Linked DNA regions of Mus musculus: regions 2, 3, 4 and 5 are each linked to region 1. Evidence: chromatin contacts called from public HiCAR-type and promoter capture Hi-C data. All regions are on one chromosome and are shown on one strand. Each heading gives the region's core, a stretch centred on a gene start, on an enhancer-like site or on the middle of the called end of the contact. The rest is flanking DNA. Distances are from core to core; before and after follow the strand shown.

Region 1 (2,766 bases), core at 175-2,674:
TCACTCCATTTCTAAACAGTAAAGCAGCAGCAAGATGGTTTGCAGCTTTTCTGGGATGTTGGCAGAACTTGTTGAAGAAGGTCATTCAAGGTCATTGCTGAAGAAACTGCAGTAAGTTAAAGTAGATTGGAGGACTGTCTCCCATGCAGCCAGAGTCCATGTTAGCCATCTCCTAGGTGTTCGTGAGCATGCACATTCCCCTCCTTATATCCATTGCACAGCTAATCTAGGCTTCTGATTGCATAGCATTGGAGCCCCAGATTCCAATGAAGCCTGAGAGAGACTGGTGTTCCAAGAAGACAAGTCTTAAATACAGAGGCACTTATCAGGCTTCCCTAATGGACTCAGAACCAGACAGATATCCACTTGGTCAAAGCTACCCAAGCCAAGGGTCAGTGTGGGAGAGGACCATACAGCAGCCGATTCTCTGTCAGGAGACTAGTCCTTTAGAGGCTAGCAAGTTCTTCTGTGAGATGGTGTCAGAAGTAAAATTACAAAAATGCAGCCCAACCTGTTTTCAAGGAACCCACAGAGGTGAAATCTTGCCAAGACTATCAACGTTGTGTTGGCATCCAGGTGGATCAATGTAGAGGTCATTAATTTACTGAGGACAAAGTGCTTGCTTATGGTGTTGAGCTAAGAGTGTAGCCATGAGCCAGGTAACCACAGGAAGTAACCTCCTGGGGCCAGGGAAGAGCAATTTGCACCAGGATACAAAGTTACTTCTTGCTTTCACTTCTGTGGCCATTCACCTTTTCCACTTTCACCTCTGCCAAACAAAGGAACTATTGACTGAGAGCTCAGGCACTCCCCTCTCTTGGCTTCAAGACAAGAAGATCAGGTCAGGTGCTCTCCCATTTCTTGTATGCTTTATTACGTTTAACTTTTTTTTTAAAACTAAATAACAACCTGGCTGAATACTATGTCATTGCTCATCTGTAATGAAAAGAAAACTGACTTCATTCCCTTGCAACTCCGTTTCTTTAACCAGTTGGAGTCCTCATAGCTAATTGAGGAAGAAGGAGTTAATCCCGAGCTCTTCTCTGACCAAACAGATGCCTACTGATGCCTAATTTGTGGGTTTTGTGGAAAACTGGGCCTGCTTGAGTAAGAAAGGCTCTTTGTGACACCCAGTGCTGGACCAAACTTCTGCCTTCCTTCCTCCCTCCCTGCTCCCTTCCCCCATTGTTATTTCCCGGCCTAGTTGTTTCTGGGAGTTTCCTGCTTTTGAGGCAGGACCTCCTCCTGTGTCCGAGATGTCCTCAACATTTCCTGCTGGAAAACTGGATGGCCATTTTTACCTAAGAGATTAAGTTCGACTTTACTCATTTTGCAAAGAAGATAAAGCGAGGTAAGTGAATGGCTTTCACTTTGTTTAGACACATCCCATTTCCCCACACGGCCGGTCCCTGTTGGCCCCTCCCACTATGCGCGATTCCCGACCAGCACTCTGGGTCTCTGGGCGGCAGTCCCAACCTCAGACCATGCACTGCGCATATCACAGGTTTGCAAGGATCTGAAACCCACTGCAGAGGGCTTGGCTCTGAAGCCAGAAACTTACTGACTTCCAGAATTCTGCCCCCAGGCGGCGGCCGGTTCCTCGGCTTACACCTTCCTCCCTGAAGGTCGATTTGTGACCATTTCAATGAATCCCAGGAGGCCCTTAAAAAGAAACTAAAAAAGGGTAACAGTTTAATAACAATTTAACTGTTTCGCTGAAAATATCCTCTCTCTCTCCCTCTCCCTCTCCCCCTCCCCCCCCCCCCCTCTCTCTCTCTCTCTCTCTCTCTCTCTCTCTCTCTCTCAACTTAAGTTTCACTTTCAGGCTGAAAGGAAATGTGTGATTTAAAAAAAAAAGTCTGAATGAAAACTAAGGGGATGCAGGACCTCAGGCTGAGTAAAATCAGAATGTACTTGGCTTTTGAGGTTGACGCACCTGTTCTCTATCTGGGAAGTTAAACTGCCTGAATCACAATCGCGCACCAAAAGAAGATAGAAGATGATGCAGGTATTGGGAGAAGGGGAAAAATGCACCATAGTTCCAAATGTAAATTTAGCTACAAATTCTGATATCTTGTGATGAAATGCCAATTTTATGCAGCAACTAAAACAACAGCAGCAAGAACATACTTCCTCTATAGACTTCTCTTCTTGGAAAGATACTTTGAGAAAGCATTCAAAGTGATTTTGTAAAAGGCTTTAAAAAGTGGGTGAATGTGGCTCTGAGGGGTGTAAGGGGTAAACAAGATCAAAATACATATGTATGTGTAATGAATAGTATGAAATCATCAAAGAGCAAGTAAAAGGATTATATTAAAAGGTAGTTAAAAATACTTTTTAAAAAATTGCACCTTTTCCAAAAACAAAATAAAACAACAACAACAACAACAACAACAAAAACGCAGAAGGTTAAAAAGTCCTTTGTATTTAGTGAGCTAGAAAGGAAGACCTGGCACTCCATGACAATGTTCTTGAGAAAGGACAAATTCTCAGATGTTTCTAGGAACTGGCCAGTCACTTTCTGTTACAGAATGAAGAAGGGCAGCAGGAGAGGAGGGCAGGCTGTTCTGGAAGTTGTAGAGTAAGGCCAGAAACCAGGCTGGCAAATTATGGACTAGTTTGGGGAAAGCAGTCAACCTTCACCATATAGAAGTTGTCATAAGCTCTTCTCATGACTTTATGATGTGATTTTGTGTTGACACGTATCTAACTGTTTTGAAAGCTTTTCCTTACTATTAACTATTACCTACTAACTCGTGTTACTGA
Region 2 (2,766 bases), core at 81-2,580, 490 kb before region 1:
TAGATGGGGAGTAAACAGGCTTGTGTAGTACTGCAAAGCACTGTGTTTACACAACAGTGATGCAGCTAGAACTTCATGCTTCAGCTAACCTTCCTTTGTGTCGAACAAAGTGCTGATTAGAGGTGTTACTAGTCAACGTATAGGACCCTAGCATGGGAGGTGAGCCACCAATGGTTTTCTGATCTCTTTCCACCATGCTTACAGGTTGAACATCTCTAATCCAAGATCCAGAAATCCAAACTGTTCCAAAGAGAGGAGTGTTTTGAGCAATGATGAGGTGTCACAAACAGAAAATCCCATGCTTAGCCTTGTGCACTGGGGTACCAGTGAAGTGGGTGGGCTCATAACCCTGAACCAATGCGTCAAGATGTAAAAAAGGCAAAATGAAACTTTATGCTGTCTCTCCGATAAAGTTGTTCACTGTGTATATGCAAATGTTTCAGATTGATGTAAAGTTTCCGGTCCTAAGCATTTTTATCAGTGGGGAGCAAATCTGTATTAGCTCTCCCACTTATGAAATCATTTGCTCATTTCCTCTGAAGAATGAAAGTCTTTTTTTTTTTTAAATATTTTCTTCATTTAAGAATGAAAGTCTTATCTGACATGCTACTCACCTCCCAAGATCACACAGAACTTAACACATGGACTTAACAGTAGCTGAGCTGCTCCTCAGGACTAGTCCTCATCATTGCTGGGAAATACACAGTTTATCCTCTGGCCAGCTAATCTCACTCACTCATTATTTGGTCTGTGATCTACTGGGTGCTTGCTGTGGGCTGTGCCTTGGGGAGTCTCAGTGAGAACAGACCAATGGCTCCTGTCTTTAGAATATTCTATATCCTGTTTCTTTCCCTTGAAGCCCCTTCTCATAATTTTTAGGTACAGGCTCTCCCTTCCCTTTCAGTCCAAAGCCAGGGCAAGAGTCTTATAAATCCTTCGGGCAAAGACTACATGTTATGTTTCCTTCTCTGTGTGGGCCGGGGAGGGAACTGTATTCTAACTGAAATAATGCTTTGAAGAAGCACAGTTAGAATGTGACTGACTCTCCTTTGTAATTGTCACAGCGGCAGTGAGGACAGAAAGCCCTTAGGTAAGCAGGTGTGTGGTGTTGAATGTTGGAGAGGCTTCTGACACAGCTTCGGGGTTAAGGGGACAGACAAGGCACTGAGCTTGAGACCGCCCACTCAGTGGACTACTTTCAGTATTAGCCTTTGCTTATTCGTCTATATTTAATCTTTGAGTAGCCCATGAGCTGCTTGTACTTATGCTGTGTTATGTCTATTTATAACGTGAAAACAGTGCCTTACTGGGGCAAGTAGAAAACATTCCGACAAACCCGGGAGTCAACGAGTTTGACAAGGACAAGGGTGAATTACAAATGTGCTCTCAGACACTCCTTCCCTAGGTAGACGGGAAACTGCATGCTAGGAATATGGAGTGCTTTAATAGAAAAGCTTGTTTCAAAGATGCTTTTAAACACCTATCTCTGTATCCCTAAGCTTCTAAGTAGAGGTTCCAAAGCCCTGTTCTTAATTAGATTTTCCAGTGCTTATAATTGAGGTTTGATTCAATTTCAGTTTTGCAGGGGCTCAGACTTTCTGAAAGCAGACGTAGCCAGATAGGCATCAAATGATTAGATTCACGTGGCTCGAGAGGCAGGGTTGCCTCAGAGGGAAAGGCCTCTATCTTTTGTAAGTCAGCTGCCTGAGCAGAATGTCTCTGTGATAACCAACTTCAATTCTTTGGGGTAAGGTAAATTGAATTATAGAATATCAGAGCTGAGAACTGGAGAAGGATGTCAAAACAAGACCTATCTATACAAAAGACCTTAAAGGGCTGAAGAGCACAGTAATGATTAGATTAGAGACACCTGTTCCAAATGGCACAGCTTAGTTTTTATTTTGCTTTATTTGAACAACTTAAGGTTCTTAGATTACATCATGGCCATTTATTTGGTTGAAGTCTATCAATAATAATAATAATAATAATAATAATAATAATAATAATAATAATAATTAATAATAATAATAATGTGGGCTCCATGCAAATTCATCATATTGTTCCAAATGAGAATGTATAGTTTTCTCTCTCTCTCTCTCTCTCTCTCTGGTATGGCATGGTTTCATTATGGATCCCTGGCTGGCCTGGAACTCTCTGTCTACTCTGGACTAGCACTGACCTTTCAGCAATCCTACCTCCATCTCCTAAGCTCTGGGACCACAGACACTAACATGTCCAGCAGAGAATGCACTTGCTCTTTAAAGAGACATTTGCCTAGGGACACTCTCTGTTTTTCTCTGGCTGTAAGAACACACGAATCATATAAGTTAATCTCACAGCTTCACAGGGGACTTGTCCTGATTTTTGGATTTGAAACTTCTTCCCCCCTGTCCCCCAGCCCCCACCCCACCCCCCGGAAGCGACCCCATCCTGAACAGAAACTGTGATGTGATATCACTTCCTCTTAACTTCATACCTGTGGTTCAGCTTCTAAGTTGATTTTGAAGGGGTGTGCTTTTCCATCTTCAGACACCTGCGGGGACCATAAGCGAGTTTCTGCCCTGGAAATGAAAAAGTTTGCAAACTCTAAATCCAAATGGCACTTCTTTTAAAATATATATATTATTTCCCATGATGTTCGTGAAAAATATTAGCAACCTTCACTAATTAAAACTCAAAGAATTTATTTTTTTATTATTCTGTACATCCTCATTTAGTTAGTCTTATATCATTAGTGTTCTTTTGAGGACCTGAGAACAGGATGTG
Region 3 (2,766 bases), core at 75-2,574, 480 kb before region 1:
TTACATGTTTTTTTGAAAAATGTAAAACAAAGCTTGAGATGAGCCGTTGTATGCAACCCTATGATACACGCTTTGGGCTTCTTCAAAAGCTTAGGGCGCCACAAATAATATTAATGTGTGTACAGTGCCCTATTCAAAACCTGTGATTGATCAGGTTATAAAGCATGTATTCATAAAATATAGCATGAGCAGAGAAGCATAAAATAAGAAAACCATAACACTTGGAACATAAAATGATAACATTTAAAAGTTTGTGCTTTCACGTTTCGAACGGCTTGCATGAGTAACTGAAAAGATTGCTTTCAAAAGTTGAGGAAGTTATCAACTAGATGCTTAACAATTACTCTAGAAATTTGCTGACAGAAAAGGAACCCTGGGTTTCATTTTTACACCCTCCTTCTTGTTGGGTTCTGCTTAAGATACCCTGGAATAAGGCAGTTTGGTTTTTTGCTACTACAGTCTTCCTTTTTAAAGTTATTAGACTGAGTGGTTGCTCTCTATCAGGTAAACTATAGCCCAGGTTTTCTTTGCAGTTTGAGTTATAGGTAATGCTTCGTCAGCCAAGTTCCAAGCTTTGGAAAAATATTTATCCAAAATGCCTGGAAACGGAGGAATACACATTAGTAATATTTTCCCTGTCTGGCTGATATGAGAGGTTCCGACTTGGCCAGTCCAAGCTGTGCCCTGAGAACAGTACCCTGCTGAAGTTCCCATCCAGGCAAGAAAACTGCTCAGATGCAAGTGTAGAGCCACCAAATAACCACTAGAGTGACACCTCTTTCTTGCTCTCCATATCTGATGTGTGTGTGTGTGTGTGTGTGTGGTGGGGAGCCAAAAGCACCCCTCAGCTATGGAGCCCTCCTCTGAGCCCAGCACTGTCAGTTGACCTTTCTGGCTAATGTGGCTGGGGACCAAGGAAAAGGGATGCAGAGTTTGTGAGCTGCCTTGATTAAATCTCAGAACTGCTTTGCATCCTCCAGCTTGTTGCTGAAGTCTAACTGGGAGCCAGAAGCTCAGGCCCCCGCCAGTGCACCATCCTGCCTCCCTCCCTGGGTCTCTTGGTTTCTCTCTTTAACTCCAGGGCTACTCTCGGATGCCAGGTGACCTGTAGCACAAAATCAGAATGGAAAACACCTACCCTGGTGATGACCAAAGGCTGATTGAAGTCTATGCCCCCAGAGAGTCTGAAGCCCCAGGGCGCAGGACCCGGGAGAACTACGTTCTGGGGCATGGTGCCTTCCCTCGAGTGGGTCCAGCGACGGTGGCTCTGCAAAGCGCTTGTCTCGGAACCGGACAACCTACTTAGCTCCTGGGGCTGCGACCTAACTGGGAATGCTGTCCCGGAGATTTATCCCTGCTGCGAGTGACGTCACTGGCCTCCCCTCTTCCCCGCCCCCTCCCACCAAGGAGAGCTCCAACTTTGGAAGTGAGAGACAGCGCCTGGTCAGAGGCGCTCCCAGCTGGGTGCAGTCGCCCAGACCTCTCCCCGCCCAAGGAGGCTTCGGGTTACAGCTTCCATCATTCCATTAAGTAACACCTGTCCTCCTGTTTATCGTCTACTTGCTCAGCGGTGCACTTTACTGGGAAGTTAAAAGCAATCACACCGCAGCCTCTATGCTTTCAATTAAAATAAAACCCAAGCACAACCAGGCACTTAGGAATTTAGCAGTTTTGTGCACGCGTTGATGTTCTCTCTTAGTATCTAGCTTTGGTCAAGTTAAAGTCTTCATTTCTTTCGGCTGTAAAAACAGGAGTAATTATTGTACTTGTAGGAGTATTGGAAGGATTTGGTGGCAATAAAATGAAATGTTTCTGTGCAGCGCCCCGCACAGCATAAAAAACAAAAAAAGTCGAGTATTTCTATAATTAAAATATATGTTCCCACGCAGATTGTGCTTGTCTTTGTGATACAGAAATGACTTTGTTATCTGTGAAGTTTACGCTCGGAATCACCCCCTCTTTTGCCCTGCTTACCCCTCAATATCTCACCGCGTGCTAAGTACGTTTCGTTTTAAGTTTGGGCTACATTCACAACTATCCCAGCCGCAGGCGGCAGCACACTGCTTAGACTCTGCATGTTGGACACGGCTGTTTAATACATGGAGGCAAGAGTCAGGACGCCTCTCTGGATGCTGCAGCCAAAATGAAGGTGTCTGTGGGAGTGGGAGTAAAGGGGACCCAGAGCAGAGCACTTGCAATAGAGCATTCTGTTCCGATGTACTGGGAGAAAAGAAAAAAGTGATTTAAGAACCCGTAAATGGAAGGAATCCGTCTGGGAAAGTGGAAACGGCAGAAGGTCACCAAGGAGATTTGTTGGTCACCTCTGTGGTCCAGGTGTGGTAATGATTGCTTTACCTGTGTCTTTGTGCCTTTGTTTTGGCTGGTGTCATTTCTCAGGCTGGCGAATAGCTTCTCTGAATTGGAAGAGCTCACATCAAATCCTATAGCTAACAAATGGTAGAAGTAAAATAAACAATCCAGGTTAGCTCAACTCGAGGGTCTGCTTGGACCAGGAGGAGAGGTGTGTGTGTGTGTGTGTGGGGGGGGGGGGTCTGGGTAGCATCCTGGTTTAGATGTAGTGTAGAATCAAGTGTATCTGGTGCTATGGGTTAGGATGCTCTGATTCTTAAGAAGAGAGGCAAGGATGGGGAAAGAGAAGTGTGAATTGCCTAAAACCCGAGAGAAGGGTCTTGGACTTAACGAGCAAGCACAGGGTCATCCTGGCCCAGGAGAGCAGAGCACTTGCAATAGAGCGTTCTGTTTGGA
Region 4 (2,766 bases), core at 183-2,682, 450 kb before region 1:
TACATAACTGTCTGTAACTCTGATTTCAGGGCCTCCAACACCCTCTTCTGATCTCCTAGGGCACTAGGCACTCAAATGGTGCACAAGTATACACACACACGAAGCACACAAAGATAAATTAAAACTAAAATACTATTTTAAAAGATCTTTAATTTCAGAAATTGTAATCACAGCAGTCATGTAGTCATGAGGGTCCAATGTGGCATCATTGTCCCTGGACCACATTTACACGCGGCAAAGGTCAGATCGGGTCAGTTCCTCACCAACCTCCATAGCTGTGCCTACCGATACTAGTAAGTTATAATGTTGTTACTAGAAATATTTTGAATAATTTCGTCTCAGACTGCCACTGACCTGTCAAAGTGAACCCATTGGCATCTTATTTGACTGTCTAATATGTTTAAACTCCCTGCCTTTGAGAACCAGGATATGCTTTAAAGTAACCGAGGGCAATTCAAGGGCAAGCCAAGGTTCTGAAAGCTAAAGCAATTCTGAAAAATCTCAATGTGAATTTCTAGAAAGGGATCCTTGAATACTTTCCATATCATAAACAAAATATTGGATAAATTTTTGGTAGAGGAGAAAGAGTTGATTTGAATCTCAAAGCCTGTACGTAATAGCAGCAGTAAGGGCATCTTCTGTAGGTTGAACAGGAAGAGGGAGGCTGTGGCAACTTAAAAGTTGGGGTGAACACTAGGAGGGGGCAGAGTACTGAGAGGTCTATTGTGAAGTTTTCTTGTTAGGAGCATCAGAAGAAAACGTGGGACACGTTGGGTGGATCTCTGGGGCGGAGAGGCTTAAACGCGTGGCAAGGGTCTCTGCAGTATCCTCTCCTCACTTATGAGTAAAATGATTGGCTTTGGACTAGACATTAGAAATGAACGAGAATAATGCTTGTCTTGAGAGGAAGAGGGTGGGAGAAGGAAAAGAGACAGAGACAGAGATAGAGGAGAGAGACATGGAGGGAGATAGAGATAGAAACACATAGAAGTACAGCTACAGAAACATACATACATACACGGGGTGGGGGAGACAGAGACAGAGAGAGACAGTGACACAGAGAGAGAGGGACAGAGACAGAGACAGAGACAGAGACACAGAGAGAGGCACCAGACAGCCTTTTTACAACTTAATAATGTGGTCTGTGGAAAGCAGGCTAGTAAAGAAGATTAATTTGAGCAGAAGGATTCATTTTGCCTGCAGCGCAGAGGGCAGGGTGGACTAAAACATCTCGAAGAAACTAAATGTCCCTTAACAGATGGAAATGATAAACAGGCTTTTAAAGAGCCTGTTTCAATTCCCACACAATGAGAGCTGAGCGAGTACTGGAACACAGGGGTCACTGAGCAAGAGGGCAGCAAGCCGAGAGAGGCCTTGAAGACACAGCTCAGCTCAAACAAGCTCAAACGTGCTTTAGATGTGGGCGTGGTCCGCGCCAAAGGGACCTGATGCTTACAAAGTAGACTTGGCTGGTGTTGTAAATACAGGCAAGTCCTCGGCATTGCTGCAAGCAGTGATACTTTTGCAGGAAAGGACTGTTGGTCTCAACCAAGTTACCTTCCCAGAGACTGCCTTCTTGTTTTTTGTTTTGTTTTGTTTGTTTGTTTGCTTGTTTTGTTTTTGTTTTTTTTTGCTAATTTTCTGTATCAGCCGTTTTCAACCTGTGAGTCTCACGACCCCTTTGGGGGAAGAACAACCCTTTCACACGGGTCCCATATCAGATATCCTGCATGTTTACATTACGATTCATAACTAGCAAAATTACTAGAAGTAGTAAAGAAAACAGTTTTATGGTTGGGGGCCAGAGGTCACAGCATTAGGAAGGTTGAGAACCACAGCTCTAGGCAATCATGTCCAACCTGAGGCGCCGGGCTTCCACTTCTAGCATGCAAGGATGTGGGGCAGTGAGCTGTGCACAGACAGCCTGGTCCCCAGTCGAGCACAGGCCTGGAACCCCGGTGACCCTAAGGGACTGCAGGTGCTCCACCACACCTCCTGGGCCCCTGGCTCTTGTTGCAGCTACAGCCTCTAGGCAATGCCGGAAACTCCTGGTATTCTGTTTGTACTCCACCCCCTCAGTTACCTGGCAACAGCCAGGATGGCCCAGCCCACTATAAAAGGAGCTGCTTGCCCCCTCCTCCCTCTCTTACCTCTTATTCTCTTGCTTTTATTCTTGCTCCCTTGCACACACTTGCCTTTCCTTCCTCCACTCTCCATGTGGCCATGGCCAGCCTCTACTTCCCTTCTCTCTTCCTCTCTCTGCCTTTCTATAATAAATTCCTTAAAACTATGGACTGCCTCTTCTCATCGGGACCTGCTGTACTGGGGCAATGGAGCAGGTCTTCACGTAAGGAGCCAAGCCATGTCTAACCTCCTGACAGGAGACCTCCTTGTGCTCTAGCCACGGCTCCAAACCAATCCCAGCAGCCGAGCAAGCCAAACCAAGCTAGCTGCCCAACCAAGTCAAAGACTTTTATCCCCATGATAATCTGCCAGAGCTCTCTCCTCCTTGCCCTTTTCCTTTTGGCCCCCAGGGCCAGAGTCTGCCCAAGGGTCCCCACTCTGTTCTTAACTCTTCAGCGGTACCCAACAGCGTCTGTGATGCCCAAGAGTTGGAGCCTGATTCCCAGCAGGTCTGTGGTGACCCCAGACTGTGCCTTCCCCACCCCTGGAGAGGAGTCCCATGGCTTCTCACAGCCCGATGCCTGGTGGGGGTGGGGGTGGGGTCGGAGGCACAGTCAGACTTCCCACATCTTGCCTCACAAA
Region 5 (2,766 bases), core at 156-2,655, 340 kb after region 1:
CCCATCCCAGCCCCTTTTTGAAAGTCCTGAGTTCTTATCTCCAGATCCCACACAGACATGCCTCTGTGTCCCGATGGGGAGCAGAGAGGAACAGTTATAAGTCCAAAGCCCGGTGTTTCCAACACGGACCAATAAAGACTGCCTCAAACAAGGCAGAAGGCAAGGACTCACACCCAAGGCCCAAGGTTGTTCTCTGACACATGTGCCTTGGCTGTCTCTCTCTCTGTCTCTCTGTCTCTCTGTCTCTCTGTCTCTCTCTCTCTCTCTCTCTCTCACACACACACACACACACACACACATACACACACACCTAGTAAGCCTGAAAAGTGGGGCCCACAAGAGAGCTGATTTTTCAGTTATGGTTTACAGTAAGAGCTGCAGTGGACAAGAACAGCTTAAAGATGGACTTGTGATCTTTGTGGGAACTGCTACAAGACATAGCTCCTGCACTCTCCATGCAACTCCTGAGACTGACCTGGAAAGAATGCCTGAGCTCAAAGCAGACCCAGAAGTGCTTTATCTCAGAGGAGGGCTGGATCTCCAGTGGCATGCTGGGAAAGGAATGAGGTCTCCTGGTAGGACAAGAGCATTTGTCTATCACAGTAGCTAACAGAGAAAGATACATTCTTTTTTTCCTTCCAACTACAGGTGAGAAACTGAATCATTAATTTCCCTATAAATGGGTTCTCTGCTGCTCAAAACCTTGCTGAACACAAGTCCTGAATACATTAAAAGCCTCTGTGGGATTTTTTTTTCTACCACTGAAAGAGAAGATGTATGATCATACATTATACACCTGAACACTGCCTGCTGGGCTCAAATAAAGGATATTGCTGTGTGTCTTAGTTAGGGTTTTACTGCTGTGAACAGACACCATGACCAAGACAAGTCTATAAAAAACAACATTTAATTGGGGCTGGCTTACAGGTTCAGAGGTTCAGTCCATTATCATCAAGGTGGGAGCCTGGCAGTATCCAGGCAAGCATGGCGCAGGAGGAGCTGAGAGTTCTATGTCTTCATCCAAAGGCTGCTAGTGGAAGACTGACTTCCAGGCAACTAGGGTGAGGATCTTAAGCCCACACCCACAGTGACACACCCATTCCAACCAGTTCACACCTATTCCAACAAGGCCACGCCTTCAGATGGTGCCACTCCCTGGTCCAAGGATATACAAACCATCACACTGTGTGAACACACCACACAGGGGGGGGGGAGGGAGAGGGAGGGAGGAGAGGGAGGAGAGGGAGGAGGGGGAGAGGGAAGGGGAGGGGAGGGGGAGAGGGAGAGGGGGAGAGAGGGGGGAGGGGGAGGGGAAGAAGGGGAGAGGGGGAGAGAGAGGGGGAGAGGGAGAGGAGGAGAGGGGGAGGGAGAGGGAGGAGGGGGAGAGGGAGAGAAAGAGGGAGAGAAAGAGGGAGAGGGAGAGAGCACACCTGGTGCCACATGTATAGAAATTCGCCTACCTCTAAAGCAACAGAGACTTGTCCAGATTTGATAAACTTAGTTCTGCCTCAAGAAAACATTAGATTTCAGCCATGAGTTAGCCCATCTATAGCAGGGCTGAGACCTCATCTTAAACCCCGAGGGTGTGGGGAACTCCAATCCCTTTGATCTTAGGAGAGGTTCTATTTTTTCTAGAGGGGCCCGCCATAAAGCTTGAATTAGAACCGGGACCTGAATGTCATGAGCAATTTCGTTCCAAGTGTCTCCTGAGCACGCCTGGGAAACTTCAGTAAGTCAAAACATTTGGAACCCAGGAACCATGACTGTGAAAAATAAGTTTTTTTGTTTTTGTTTTTGTTTTTTTTTTTTCCAGGAGAGCCAGAGAGGGGCCTCTGTGTGTGGTCGTGCTGGAGGAGACACAATAATGGAGCTGACCATAGGTAAAAGATTTCAGACAAGTGAGTGATAATACTGGTGGAGCACCCCCAGTGAACCGGTTCCCTTTCCACCCCGACCACTACCCAGAAAGACAGAAAGGCCAGGGATATTTTTGGTATGGTGAGGCGCAGGCCCTTGCTGAGGCATTCCTTCCTGCTGAGGGACCAGCCAAGTGTCAGATATAGTATGGAATAGAGTTTATTCAGGTCATGAGGAGGGGAGTTGAGGGGGTGGTAGAGACAGAGAAAGGGAGAGGGAGGGGGGGGGGAGGGGAAGGGAGAGGGAAAGAGACAGAGGAGACCATGAACACGTGGAGAGAGAGTGGGGGAGGGGAATGGGGAGAGAAGGGACAGAGAAGGGGTGTGTGTGTGTGTGTGTGTGTGTGTGTGTGTGTGTGTGTGTGAGAGAGAGAGAGAGAGAGAGAGAGAGAGAGAGAGAGAGGAGAAAACAGTCCCTTTTATAGTGAGTCAGGCACTCCTGGCTGTTGCCAGGTAACTGTGGGGCGGAGCCTAGAAGAAATGCTAACAGTGAGGGGGGATGGTACTTTCTGAACTAGGGGCCCAAGAGCCTCACCTCCATTGTTCTTGCCAGCAAGGACAGGAGGGCGTCATTCTATGTCCTTTTCTCTCAGCGAAGCATGAAGTGGTCAGTGGTCCATGAGGGTATTGTTCTTGTGTTCTGAGCTGGAAATTCACTCAGAGATGTCCCGCCCGCCCCCGCCCCCCCCCCAGCTGCTTTAGGTTTGTTTTTACAGATTTATTTTTATTTTATGTATTAGTACACTGTAGCTGTCTTCAGACAAGAAGAGGGCATCAGATCCCATTACAGATGGTTGTGAGCCACTGTGTGGTTGCTGGGATTTGAACTCAGGATCCCTGAAAGAGCAGT

The links. Promoter capture Hi-C pulls out the DNA fragments that hold promoters and counts their contacts. HiCAR-type assays count read pairs that join an accessible place to other places.
Region 2: a contact with region 1 is called in a promoter capture Hi-C map of pre-B cells. The contact joins the enhancer-like site here to the promoter of Tlr3 in region 1. A contact is called at or near these places in 16 of 39 promoter capture datasets (the C10 cell line, the HPC-7 cell line, cranial neural crest and 8 more), 3 of 115 datasets of contacts at active chromatin or transcription factors (astrocytes, cardiomyocytes and embryonic basal ganglia) and 1 of 9 other capture datasets (pancreatic islet).
Region 3: a promoter capture Hi-C map of embryonic stem cells shows a contact between it and region 1. The contact joins the promoter of Pdlim3 here to the promoter of Tlr3 in region 1. A contact is called at or near these places in 17 of 39 promoter capture datasets (the 3T3-L1 cell line, 3T3-L1-derived adipocytes, the C10 cell line and 10 more), 1 of 115 datasets of contacts at active chromatin or transcription factors (astrocytes) and 3 of 9 other capture datasets (adipose tissue, liver and pancreatic islet).
Region 4: a contact with region 1 is called in a promoter capture Hi-C map of cranial neural crest. The contact joins the enhancer-like site here to the promoter of Tlr3 in region 1. A contact is called at or near these places in 15 of 39 promoter capture datasets (the 3T3-L1 cell line, 3T3-L1-derived adipocytes, cranial neural crest and 8 more), 3 of 115 datasets of contacts at active chromatin or transcription factors (cardiomyocytes, large pre-B cells and trophoblast stem cells) and 2 of 9 other capture datasets (adipose tissue and embryonic stem cells).
Region 5: a HiCAR-type map of embryonic stem cells shows a contact between it and region 1, with 3 times the contacts expected there. The contact joins the promoter of AY512931 here to the promoter of Tlr3 in region 1. A contact is called at or near these places in 8 of 39 promoter capture datasets (the 3T3-L1 cell line, 3T3-L1-derived adipocytes, cranial neural crest and 4 more) and 1 of 115 datasets of contacts at active chromatin or transcription factors (embryonic stem cells).

What each region holds. Positions count from the first base shown.
Region 1 is chr8:45,409,038-45,411,803 of GRCm38.p6, reverse strand. It overlaps Tlr3 (toll-like receptor 3), which reads left to right and starts at 1,424. Exons shown (of 7, transcript NM_001357316.1): 1 at 1,424-1,504; 2 at 1,826-2,008.
Region 2 is chr8:45,900,270-45,903,035 of GRCm38.p6, reverse strand. Pdlim3 (PDZ and LIM domain 3) reads right to left here. Exons shown (of 8, transcript NM_001374652.2): 3 at 2,477-2,561. Among named protein-coding and RNA genes, the nearest start is that of Pdlim3, 16 kb to the right of the region's middle. Within about 2 kb of position 1,330, at least 36 of the 459 cell types and tissues checked have an H3K27ac peak or open chromatin away from gene starts, as enhancers often do. A contact at or near this core is called in cardiomyocytes and pre-B cells, where this site is marked.
Region 3 is chr8:45,884,045-45,886,810 of GRCm38.p6, reverse strand. Pdlim3 (PDZ and LIM domain 3) reads right to left here and starts at 1,324. Exons shown (of 8, transcript NM_001374652.2): 1 at 1,139-1,324. The coding sequence starts at 1,231.
Region 4 is chr8:45,857,192-45,859,957 of GRCm38.p6, reverse strand. No RefSeq gene overlaps it. Among named protein-coding and RNA genes, the nearest start is that of Gm51530, 13 kb to the right of the region's middle. Within about 2 kb of position 1,432, at least 31 of the 459 cell types and tissues checked have an H3K27ac peak or open chromatin away from gene starts, as enhancers often do. A contact at or near this core is called in second pharyngeal arch cranial neural crest, where this site is marked.
Region 5 is chr8:45,064,057-45,066,822 of GRCm38.p6, reverse strand. AY512931 (cDNA sequence AY512931) reads left to right here and starts at 1,405. Exons shown (of 5, transcript NR_033588.1): 1 at 1,405-1,729; 2 at 1,814-1,898.